Linked DNA regions of Sus scrofa: regions 1 and 2 are each linked to region 3. The links are chromatin contacts, called in public Hi-C and HiChIP or PLAC-seq maps. All regions are on one chromosome and are shown on one strand. Each heading gives the region's core, a stretch centred on a gene start, on an enhancer-like site or on the middle of the called end of the contact. The rest is flanking DNA. Distances are from core to core; before and after follow the strand shown. Region 1 holds the start of RPL22 (ribosomal protein L22). Region 2 holds the start of ICMT (isoprenylcysteine carboxyl methyltransferase). Region 3 holds the start of ACOT7 (cytosolic acyl coenzyme A thioester hydrolase).

Region 1 (3,697 bases), core at 64-2,563, 150 kb before region 3:
GAATCAGCAGCCAGATCCACACAGCTTAGCAGTGCATCTTCCCCAGTCAGGACGAGGGTAAAGCTACCCCTTGGGCTCTAATTACAACACTATGGTCAACAATTTCTGGCCTTTTGACTAGTTTGATCTGTGAATGAGCCTTCCAAACCACGGGTAAGCACATTCTACCAAGGTTCCAGATCCTTTCATACTCACAAAGCAGCTTATATTAACCTGGTCCCTCTACAAACTCCAACACCATCTAAGGAAGCCTCTGTACTTACACTTTAAAAACCATTTCAGAATCTAAAAAGGCCTTTCCAAGAACACATCTTAACTCCCTTCCTGTTTGAAAGAACTTCACTGAAAACTTGTCAACGGGGTCCGTTTTTCAAACACGGAGCTCCCTTCCAAAAAACACTTATTTTCTCTAGCATCTGTCTTCCTAATATCAAGAGGGCAGTCTTAAACGCAACCCCGGAAATATACAATCAGCAGGCACACGACCTGGCCGCAGTGGGCTGGATACCCCTCACGAGTTTTCCACCTAAAGCTTAAAACGCCTAAAAGCGTCAAAAAGCCCATCCAGGCAGAATGATAGAGGTGAGCCGAAAATATTAACAAAGGTGTCCCAACAAAGGAGGAGAGAGAAACTTTCTCCCAGTCACCTGGGAGAACGACCTGCGGCCGGAGTGACATGAGAGCGCCGCACGAGCCGGTCCCAGCCGAAGAGAGAATGGAACGGGGCCCTCGCCTGACACGAAAAAGGGTCTACAGAGCTGCGCCCTAAAACCTAACTTCCTCCGGAGACGCTAGAGGTCCCCTGCCCCGAGCCTCTTTCCGAAAACAGGCCCGCCAGACCCGTACCCTCCCACCTGCCCCCGAGTCCTGGCTGTAGGCTTCCCGGATGCGCGGTCGCCGGGGGTGGCAGGTCCCCTCCTTCCCCGCCTTCAGCCCAGGTAACGAGGCCTAGGCCTTGGCTGCCTCACGCCGGCCGCACTCCAAAGACCGCTGACCGGCCCAGGCTACAGCCTCGGACCCCCAGCTTCCCACGGGCCGCAGGTAGGGGCCCAAGCCGCGATCTCCCGGAGCCCCGGGACTCCCTCTCGGGCCTCGGGCCGCGGCCTTCTCCGCCCACAACGTGCGGGACCCCTCGGCCGCGCCGGCCCGCTCCAGCAGATGTGCCGGCCCGGCCCCGGCAGGACGCTGCAGAGCGCCGGCCGGCGCGAGCCAGGCAGGGGCCAGGCTGGCGAGGCCCACGTGCCTTCCCCAGAGCCAAGGCCTCACGCGGAGCCATACTAACCACAGGCGCCATGGCGGCAGCAGAGGCAGAAAGGGAGTTGAGCGAATCACGCAGACGCAAAGAGCCGCAGCGCGCAGAGCACGCAGGACTCAGGCCGTATCAATCGCTCTGCCACGCCCCTCGCTCCTCACCATCTCGTCCTGTTCCGTACGCTCGGGGAGCGATGATTTTTGCCTGAATGCAAAACCCGTCCTCTCCCCCGCCGGGAGGATTACGGGGGGAGGGAAGTGGCCTGTCCCACTGCGAAGGATCGGAGGAGGGGGGGTGCCAGCCTAGATGAGCCCAAAAAGAAATAAAGGGGCTTGCTCTACTGTGAAAGTCTTAGGAAGAAAACGGAAAGAAGGAGATCCAGTAAAGCATAAATTAACAGCTAGTGGGGTGGGAGTCGAACCTACTAGCTTGGGGAGGTGAGGCCCTTCTGGCCCTGGAGTCCCAATGCCCAAGATCACTTGGCTTCTTCCTAAAGTGCCCAACCTGGAAGGTGGTTCCCCGGGCTGTCTCGCTGCCCTGATCCTTTTTGCTGTAGTCAGGTACACTCTCCACAGTCTCAGATTCAAGCTGCCCGCCCTCCAGTCACCACCTCCTAGCTTTCCAGCTCATGCCTTCCAGTTTCCTGGTTCCAAAAATTCTTCTGCCAGCATTTCTCAAAGTGGCATTTGAACTTGAATCACCTGGGAATCTCCATAAATTGCAGATGCCAGTACAATGGATCATATGGGCCTGAGGTTCTGTATTTCTCCAAATCTCATAGGGGCCTGAGATTCTGTATTTCTCCAAAGCCTGAGATGCTGCTGCTGCTGATCCATGGACCAAAGTCGAGTGGCAAGGGTCTTCATCCCCAGACCCACAGTCCACGCACTGGCTGTTTTCACCCACTCTCATCCCCTCGTGTCCTTACCAGTTACATTCTAGGGTCCTGCGTTGTTCACTCAGTTACACACACCCGCCAGTACCTAGCTGCATGTAGTCACCTAGCAGAGGCCAAATCCTGGCTTAGAATGATGAGAGGAAACCCCATGCTGACCAGTCTAGGTTTACTCTCAGGCCTGCTCTGCCAATTGACCTTTTTTTCTTTTTTTTTTTTTAGGGCCGCACCCACAGCATATGGAGGTTCCCAGGCTAGGGGTCGAATGGGAGCTGCAGCCACTGGCCTACACCAGAGCCACAGCAACACTAAGATGCGGCAGATCCAAGCCACATCTGTGACCTAGACCACAGCTCACAGCAACGCCGGATCCTTAACCCACTGAGCAAGGCCAGGGATCAAACCTCGTCCTCATGGATGCTAGTCGGGTGCGTTCATTAACCTCTGAGCCACGATGGCAACTCCCCCCCAAAAAAATTTTAAATAAATAAAAACAATCTCCCATCTTGGAGCTCCTGCTGTGGTGCAACAGGATCAGCAGTATCTTGGGAGCGCCGGGACCCAGCTTATCCTGGCATGGCACAGTGGGTTAGGGTCTGGTGTTGTGGCAGCTGTGGCTTAGGTTGAGTTGGTGGCTAGGATCTGATCTGTGGCCTGGGGAATTCCACATGCCCTGGGGTGGAAAACAAAACAAACTCCCATCTTAAAACAGAAAAAAACAATTTGTCACCCCCAACATTCCTTGTCACTTCACCCCCCCTTTCGCTCTCTCTGCTATGGAGTCTAAATAAATATTTGTGTCCCCTCAATTCACAGCTGAAGCCCTAGTACCCGCAGTGATGGTATTTGCAGGCAAGTCCTTTGGGCAGTGATTAGGTTTAGGTGAGGTCAGAAGAGTGGGGCTGGCGACTTTTTAAGGAAGAGACATGAGATCCATCTCCTGTCCCGTCGTGGGGACATACTGGGAGAAGGCTGCCACCTCCAAGCCAGCAAGAGAGCCCTCAGCAGGAGCCAAATCTTCCTCCCCCTGATCGTGGACTTGCAGCCTTCAGAAATGTGAGCAATTTCTGTTGTTTAAGCTGCCTGGCCATGTCTTTGTTACAGCAGCCTGAACTACAACAATCTCTTTAACCAATTTTTTGGGACGTTCCCTCTGCACCAACTGCAATTTCTCCATCCTGTTTCCTGTGGAACTCTCTCTGGTCTGGCTTTTGCCCCCAGCACCGGGACAGCCCTTACCAAGGTCACTGGTGTGTCCCCCTGCTAAGCATGGGGGCGGGTCTGGACTTTCTTCCCTGAGCCCCCAGCACCTTGCCACCTAGGGCTGCCAGGCTCTCCTCCCACCTCGCTCCTTCTCCCCTCCTTGCTGCTCCCTCCTCCTCTCTGGACTTCTTTATCTGCCCTTGACCTTTGGCATGTCCCAGCCTCATGCCCTTAAATACGGCTCCCCACGTCTGTGTGCGCAGCCTCAGCCCTCCCTGGACTCCTGACATCTCCAGGCTAGAAGGTCAAGTTGACTACCTCACCCCCAGGACCCCACTCTCAGCTCG
Region 2 (3,365 bases), core at 101-2,600, 130 kb before region 3:
CACACGTTCTCACGGTCCGAGATGCAGGCACCTAGCATTCTAGCGACCTCCTCTCCTTAGAACCCTCAATAGCCTTCAGCCAGCCAGGGATGCAGAAGGACCGCTACTGACCCTCTGATCAGCCCACCCAGACCTCAAAACTCTCATTTCCGAAGCACTTCTTACCAGCCAAAGTGATTCCAAGAAGACTGGCTAAAACTTAGCAGCACTCCACAGCCAAACACAAAGCCAAGGAAGCAGGCTCGGATGGCTATCTGAAATGGACCCAAAAGAAGCTCAGTCACCTGGCTGTTCTCAGCATACGTCCCGGCTGCAGGAGCATCACCCTACGTCCTGGGATAAGAAGGCCACGGGCAAGTCCGCAGAGCTCATCTGCTCAGAGGTTAGCAGGGTGAAGCAGGGCTGCCTGGGTTCAAACCCCAAGCCCACCCTTCTCTGGCTCTGTGGTCTTAGGCAAGTCGCTTAACGTCTCTGGACCTCGGTTTCCCCATCTACACAGTGGGGATGACAACAGCACCTACCTTTGAGAACAGCTGTGACCATCACCTGAGTAAAGCACTTAAGAGTAAGTGCTGCCCACGTTTTAGCTACCGTCACTATTATTACTGCAATTGCTACTCAGGGCCGTGGGAAAACTGCGTAAACCTAGCTTATTGGCCGGATGCTTCCAAGTCCACGCAGCGAACCTGGTCGGGGGACCCGGGACTCTGCGCCCAGCCCCCTCCACGTAGCTGCGGGGCCTCTGACCTCAGACTTGACAGCAGATAGTTCTCCACACCTTAAATTACATAAAAGAACTCGTGGGCTCCCTCACTCCCCACCGCACGCGTATCTGCCGCAGCTGCAGAACCGCACCAACTGCAATTTGCCACCCACTCCGCCGGGCGGAGGGGGCCCCCCGCCCCCAGCTCCCGAGACTGTAGAGGAGGGGGCCCTCCTGCCACCTGAACTCGCCGATGCTAAAGAACACCGGCCGGGGGAGGCGGTCTCTCTCGCAGGCCGGGCTCTCGGCCGACCCGACCCAGACCTCGACCCCGGGGGACGGTGCCCCTGCGCCGCGCCCAGCCCGCCCGGCCCCGGGCCCTCGCCAGGCCCTGCCCGGCCTGTACCTGGTAGCGCGGCGGCCGGTAGAGCAGCAGCAGCAGCGCGTTGAGCACGGCCACGTAGAGCGCCAGCCCGGTGCGGCCCTGCAGGCCGGCGCGTGTGAGCAGCGGCAGCGCGAGCACGGAGGCGCCCAGCAGGAAGGTGGCCAGGCTGAGGCGCGCCTCAGAGCCTGGCGGAGCCCGCGCCGCGCAGCCCGCCATGGCGCAGGGCGGCGGACGAGCGGGCCGCCGCGCCGGCTGTAGCCCTGGGAAACCCGCCCCCCGCGCCTGCGCACTGCGCCGCCGACGCCGACAGGGAAGGGCAGCCGCCCGGACCTGCGCGCCTCCCGCGCGCTCTCGCGATACCGCCGCGCCGCGGAGCTGGGGCCCGAATTTGGCGGGAGCGCCCCGCCCCGCGGCCCCGCCCCGCGGTCCCCTGGGGGACCCCTCCCCACCCCGAACCAGGCCGAGTGGCAGCCGGCGGGCGGGGCCGCGGGGCGCCTGGGTCCTCGGCCGAGAAGGCGACCCTGGTGTCTGCCAGGAGTCCGCCCCAAACTCCAGAATGTCCCTGTCCGGAGAAATCACCTGAAAGCCGAAGCGAGCCCACCTTCGCCGGCCCCGCGCGGTCCCACCCGCAACTGACACCCCTGGGCAGCGCGCGGGGACGAGCGGGCCACCCGCCTCCACCCCACCGCGCCCCGCGGGGTCCGCGCGCGCAGGCACGGCCGGCCCTCCGCAGAGTCTCCGAGCGCCCGCTGGGGGCCCAGGCTGCGGGGACGCTGCCCTCGGGGAGCCTGAAATCCCAGCGGGCATCCACGCAGCGGGATGACCGCCCACTTCGGTTCGTGTTCAGGAAGAATGTTGGCAGACAGGTGAAATACACAGGACCTATTAAAAAACAGAATGTGCAAAACTTGACAGTGTGGTCCTGACTCCACTTGGGAAAACCAGAGCTTATGTGTGAGCCTGGGGAAATGATTGACACAGAAGCCAATTTCACGGCGGTAATTGTCAGGTGGACTCGGAAACGTTTTACTGTCTTTTTTATATGTTTTTGGATCTTCCATATGGCCCACAATCAATATATATTACTTTTATCATTAGGAATTTTTCCTTACTTTTTTGAAGGATAAATGTCCGACAGAGGGATGGTGGAGGAGAAAGACAAGTAAGCAAATAACTGGAATAAACTCTGGTGGGGTGGGGGTGAGGTTAGAGAGGGAATGAGAGGGACCCCCAGGGAGAGGCCCGTGATTGGGAGGCTTAGGAGCCTGCATGGAAGAGTGTGTGTACTGGCAGCCGTCCTGCCGCTGAAATGAGAGCAAGGGCATCCACAGGGAGGGAGGGGGAAGGCACAGAGTTTGCAGACAGAGGCAGGAGGAAGCAAGCCTGAGCGATAGGGGACAGGCCCCCAGGGAGCCTGGAACCCAGAGTAGTGGGTCAGAGAGCAATAAAGCCAGGTGGGCTGTGAGCGGCAGGGAGCCGAGCTTGCATCTGAACCCCTAGCCACCCTCCCCTCCTCTGTTCCTGGAGGACCTGGCAGGAGACCTGGCATCTGGACAGCTGGGTTTAGAGAAGGATGGAGAGCCAGCCTCAAGGTCAAAGCAACTGTGTGAGCCTCACCTTCCCCGTAAAATGGAGATCCTGGGAGTTCCCATTGCAGCTCAGTGGATTAAGAACCCGACATAGACTCTGTGAGAATGCGGGTTTGATCCCTGGCCTCGCGCAATGGGTTAAGGGTCCAGCGTTGTTGCAGATGCAGCTCAGATCTGGTGTTGCCCTGGCTGTGCCACAGGTCTCAACTGCAGTTCCAATTCCACCCCCGGCCTGGGAACTTCCATACGCTGCAAGTGTGGCCATAGAAAGAAAATGCTCTGTAAACCCTGTGTCATGTTTAAATGTTGCTGGGAAGATATTTGCTAAACTTACTAGATGGGAAGTAACTGAAAGGACATTTCATGTTTCAAAGCCACCCAGTTGCAGTGCCACATGGGAAGGAAGCCTGGACTGTCCCTGGGGGCGGAGAGCCCCAGCTCCTGCCACTGCTCTCAGTTTCTTGGGCCTCCCCCACTCGGCACCTGTCCCTCATCGCCAAGACGTCTTGGGGCCACTAGAGGGTGCATATTGCATCTTTGCTCCTAGGAGTGAGTCTGTCCTGGGACAGAGGGCGGCTCCGAGGAAGTTCTTTTCTCACCAGTTCCTGCACTCCACGCTGACTTAGGGCCCTGATTTACCCTTAGGGACGGTCCCTGTACTGGGGGGCAGAGAGTAGCATGTAATCCA
Region 3 (3,602 bases), core at 364-2,863:
AGGCAGTGCGTCTCCCAGGACCTGTCTCCTCTTCCACAGCAAGAGTGGTGAGATTCCTGCCATCCTCCCTCCCCAGGGATGCTGGGCAAACCGAGCAACATGAGAGATGTTAAAACCCTTTGCAAAGATGAACTCCAAGTTCACCTGGCCAATACGCAGCAGAGACGGATCTTAGGCCTAGACTCCAGGCCCTTCTGTCTCCCAGGATCAGCCACTTCTATTATTTTTGCCCCTGGAACTTGGAGTGGGTGGGGCCAAGACAGCCAATAACAAATCAGTGGTGAAAGACCCCCCCCTCCCCAGAGAATTCCTCTCCCTAGAAAGATCAAAACTGCCCTTGAGGTCAGGATTCAGGGCACCCCCTTGATACCATAGTGTATGCCCAGCCTTTGCCTCTTCTAAAGAGATGCCGGCATTCACAGGAAACTAATCTGGCTTGGACCCAAGGTCAGTGTGATGCCCAATCTCCAAATCTGAAGGACTGGCCCTCAAACAGGAAGCCGCTGTCACTCTCCGCCGAGGCATCAAGCAGCACAGGCCCCGTGGCAGGCCCCAGCCACCATTCGGCCTTCCTAGCTTCCTCGCCCCTCCTTAGCTCAAATGCCACCGTGCCTGCTTCCACTCGGTCCCAGGGAATGGAGAGTAACCTTGAGGCTGCCCTCCCGCTCCTGTCGGAAATGAGCCGGCTCGCGATCTCCCGCGCGTCCTCCAGGCCCTCGATCTGCCGGTGCCGGTGGAGAAAGGCAGGGCTGGTCCCCCAACAAGAACAAGCCTTTGCCCCCATTGTGTAAGATGCTTCCGGGCTCAACGACCATCCTCCCCTCCTAGCAGTGCAGTGTTACAGAGGAAGGGCATTTCCTGTTCTTGCTGTTAACAGCCTGCTCCCCCCGCCCCGCCCCAAACCGTGGCAGCGGACAGGAGGGACTGCATATCTGCAGCCCCCGCCCACTCGGGCGCCCACCGATGGGCTCCGGCCGCCGCCCAGCCAGCGGGTTACTTGCGCCGCACAGGTCGGGATATCCGGTTGGCTTTGCACCACCGCCCGGATCACGACCTCGAATTAGGGGGCTCACTGGGACCTGGGCTGGGGCTTCGGCGCGTTCGGGCACCGGGCGGGGCAGGGCTGGGCTGGGCTGGGCAGAGGGGGGATGCGCTCCGACCCCCGCCCAGGGGAAGGGCTCCGCACCGCTTCCTCATGCAAACGGCCTGCGTGACCGGAGATGCGCCGGAGGCCGGCAGAGAGACGCGGTGAGGCTGCCGGCTCTGCGGCGCCGGAGGCGCATCCCAGCCGCGGCGGGCGGGCGGAGTCCGGAGGTAACCGGCCCGGCGGGGGCGGGGACTGAGGAGGGGAGGGCGCACAGGGTCGGCCAGGCCCGGGCGGCGACTCGGAATCCTGGCCGCCTGCCGCCGCACGCCACGCTTACCGGCAGATCTGGATGGCGGACGGGGTATCCGCGGTGGGGCCCGACATGCTGGCTGCGGCGGCGGCGGCGGCGGCAGCGGCAGCAGCGGAGGCGGGCGGCCGAGGGAGAACGCAGGTGTCTGGCAGGCCCGGGGCGAAATGAATGAGCCCGGGTGGCGCCATGGAGGGGGAGGGGAGAGGCGGGGCCATGGTGCCAGGGAGGCGGGGCCTGCGCGCCGACCGCGAATCGAACACAGACTCCTGCGAAGGCCCGCCCCGCGCGCTCGCCTCCGCCCCGCCCCCCGGCCCGCGTCGGCTCCCTGGGCGTCCGGTTCTGGCGGCGGCTGTGGGGCCGCGGCGGGGCGCCGCTTCCAGAAGGTTCGGCGGCCGTTGAGAGGCACGGGCGCGGGGCTGGGCAGCCACCAGGGTCAGCCTCGCCCTGCGCGTGTTTGTTCGCGTCGTTACCCCATCCGCGGGCCTGGGGCGCGCCCAGGAGGCGACGAGGCCGCACCTGAGACCCAGATGCCTGCGTGGGCGGAGAGGCCTGCGGGAGGCGGTGGCCTGGTCGCGCTTTCTCAGATCAACTTCGAGAGGAAACTGGAGGCGGTTTTCTCGTAAAGGAGCCTTCCTGGCCAGGCTAGGGTGCGCAAAACGGGGAGCAAGAAGCCGTCAGGCCTCTGCTGCCCCAGCCTGCAATTGCAAAGCACCTCTGGGTTATTCCAAGGAGACTTTTCTAGAGCGCTGAGCATTGTCCTGGGAGTGCCTGACCTGCAGTGAAGAGCCCCAAAGATGCTAATAGGTTCTTTTGCATACTGTATCCCCTGCAAGGGAGTCCAGGCCAAGTTGAGGTCACAAAATCCGCCCAAAAAAGAGGGGGAAGGTGAACACATCTTTGTGTCGTAATTTCAGAGCGCTTTTACTCGATAAAACTACATATGACTTTTCCCCAATGTTTTGCAATGAACATAAATTGCTTCTATAGTCAGATTTTTGAAAATCAAAACCCACATAACTCAAGTTCTCCAGTGCAATTTGAAGACCTATTTATACGAAACTAAATAGTTCCTCCTGGTCACACCTGTATTACCAGACCATAGCAGCAGCCCACCACTTATCTATAAGCCTCAGGACCAGAGGGAGCAAACCGGGTCATGTCTATCATTTCAAGATTATTAAACTAAAAATGTCATTTTCTAGCACGAATTAAGTCGCTGCAGGTGTCTAGGGTCAGCAAGCCTGCGTAACCACCACTCAGCATGGGTCCTAGACTGGGGAATGGGCTGATTGGGTCAGAATTAACAGCCAGATCCCTGCCAGAGAGGGGCAGACAAGTTCCTGCTGGGGCGCAATGGGGTGGGCGCTGTCTCTGCAGCACCAGGACACAGGCTTGGCACAGCAGGTTAAAGGTTCTAGCATTGCTGCCGGTGTGATGTTGGCTGAAACTGGCTCGGATCTGATCGCTGGTGTGGGAACTCCATGTGCTGCAAAGTGGCCAAAAACACAAAACAAAAGTGATCTGGCGCAACATCTGTATCTTTTTCTTTTTTGTGTCTTTTCTAGGGCCACACCCGAGGCATATGGAGGTTCCCAGACGAAGGGTCTAATCGGAGCTGTAGCCGCCGACCTATGCCAGAGCCACAGCAATGTAGGATCTGAGCCACGTCTGCAGCCTACACCACAGATCACAGCAATGCCGGATCTCTAACCCTCTCATCGAACCCGCAACCTCATGGTTCCTAGTCAGATTCGTTAACCACTGAGCCACAATGGGAATTCTTTTTTTTTTTTTTTTTTTTTTTTTTGGCCTTTTAGAGCCACACCCATAGCATCTGGATGTTCCCAGGCTAGGAGTGTAATCAGAGCTATAGCTTCAGGCCTACACCACAGCATCAGGGGATCCAAGCTGCGTCTGCAACCTACAGCACAGCTCACAGGGACGCCAGATCACTGACCCACTGAGCAAGGCCGGGAATCAAACCCCCATCCTCATGGATACTAGTCGGATTGTTTCCGCTTCACCACGACGGGAACTCTAACATCTGTATCTTTGGGAAAGGCTGTGGCTACCCACTGGCCCAAGACAGCATCTGTCAAAACACTCCATGTGACAGCTTCTCTGGGGGCGAAGATAACGAGGTAAGATAACAGCTCAACAAAGATATTATTGTGTCCCGGATCCTGTAGAGAGAAAACAGTACCC

Evidence for each region. Hi-C and Micro-C count contacts between places; a contact is called where the count stands out from the background. HiChIP or PLAC-seq counts read pairs in DNA pulled down with a chosen protein or histone mark.
Region 1: a contact with region 3 is called in a Hi-C map of skeletal muscle, with 3 times the contacts expected there. The contact joins the promoter of RPL22 here to the promoter of ACOT7 in region 3. A contact is called at or near these places in 2 of 5 promoter capture datasets (fetal skeletal muscle and liver) and 1 of 47 Hi-C or Micro-C datasets (skeletal muscle).
Region 2: a contact with region 3 is called in an H3K27ac HiChIP or PLAC-seq map of alveolar macrophages. The contact joins the promoter of ICMT here to the promoter of ACOT7 in region 3. A contact is called at or near these places in 2 of 5 promoter capture datasets (fetal skeletal muscle and liver), 17 of 47 Hi-C or Micro-C datasets (alveolar macrophages, blood, embryonic fibroblasts and 10 more) and 2 of 2 datasets of contacts at active chromatin or transcription factors (alveolar macrophages and skeletal muscle).

What each region holds. Positions count from the first base shown.
Region 1 is chr6:67,100,773-67,104,469 of Sscrofa11.1, forward strand. RPL22 (ribosomal protein L22) reads right to left here and starts at 1,314. Exons shown (of 4, transcript NM_213987.1): 1 at 1,283-1,314. The coding sequence starts at 1,294.
Region 2 is chr6:67,124,558-67,127,922 of Sscrofa11.1, forward strand. ICMT (isoprenylcysteine carboxyl methyltransferase) reads right to left here and starts at 1,351. Exons shown (of 5, transcript NM_001244481.1): 1 at 1,110-1,351; 2 at 166-254. The coding sequence starts at 1,304.
Region 3 is chr6:67,252,484-67,256,085 of Sscrofa11.1, forward strand. It overlaps ACOT7 (cytosolic acyl coenzyme A thioester hydrolase), which reads right to left and starts at 1,614. Exons shown (of 9, transcript XM_003127525.6): 1 at 1,425-1,614. The coding sequence starts at 1,612.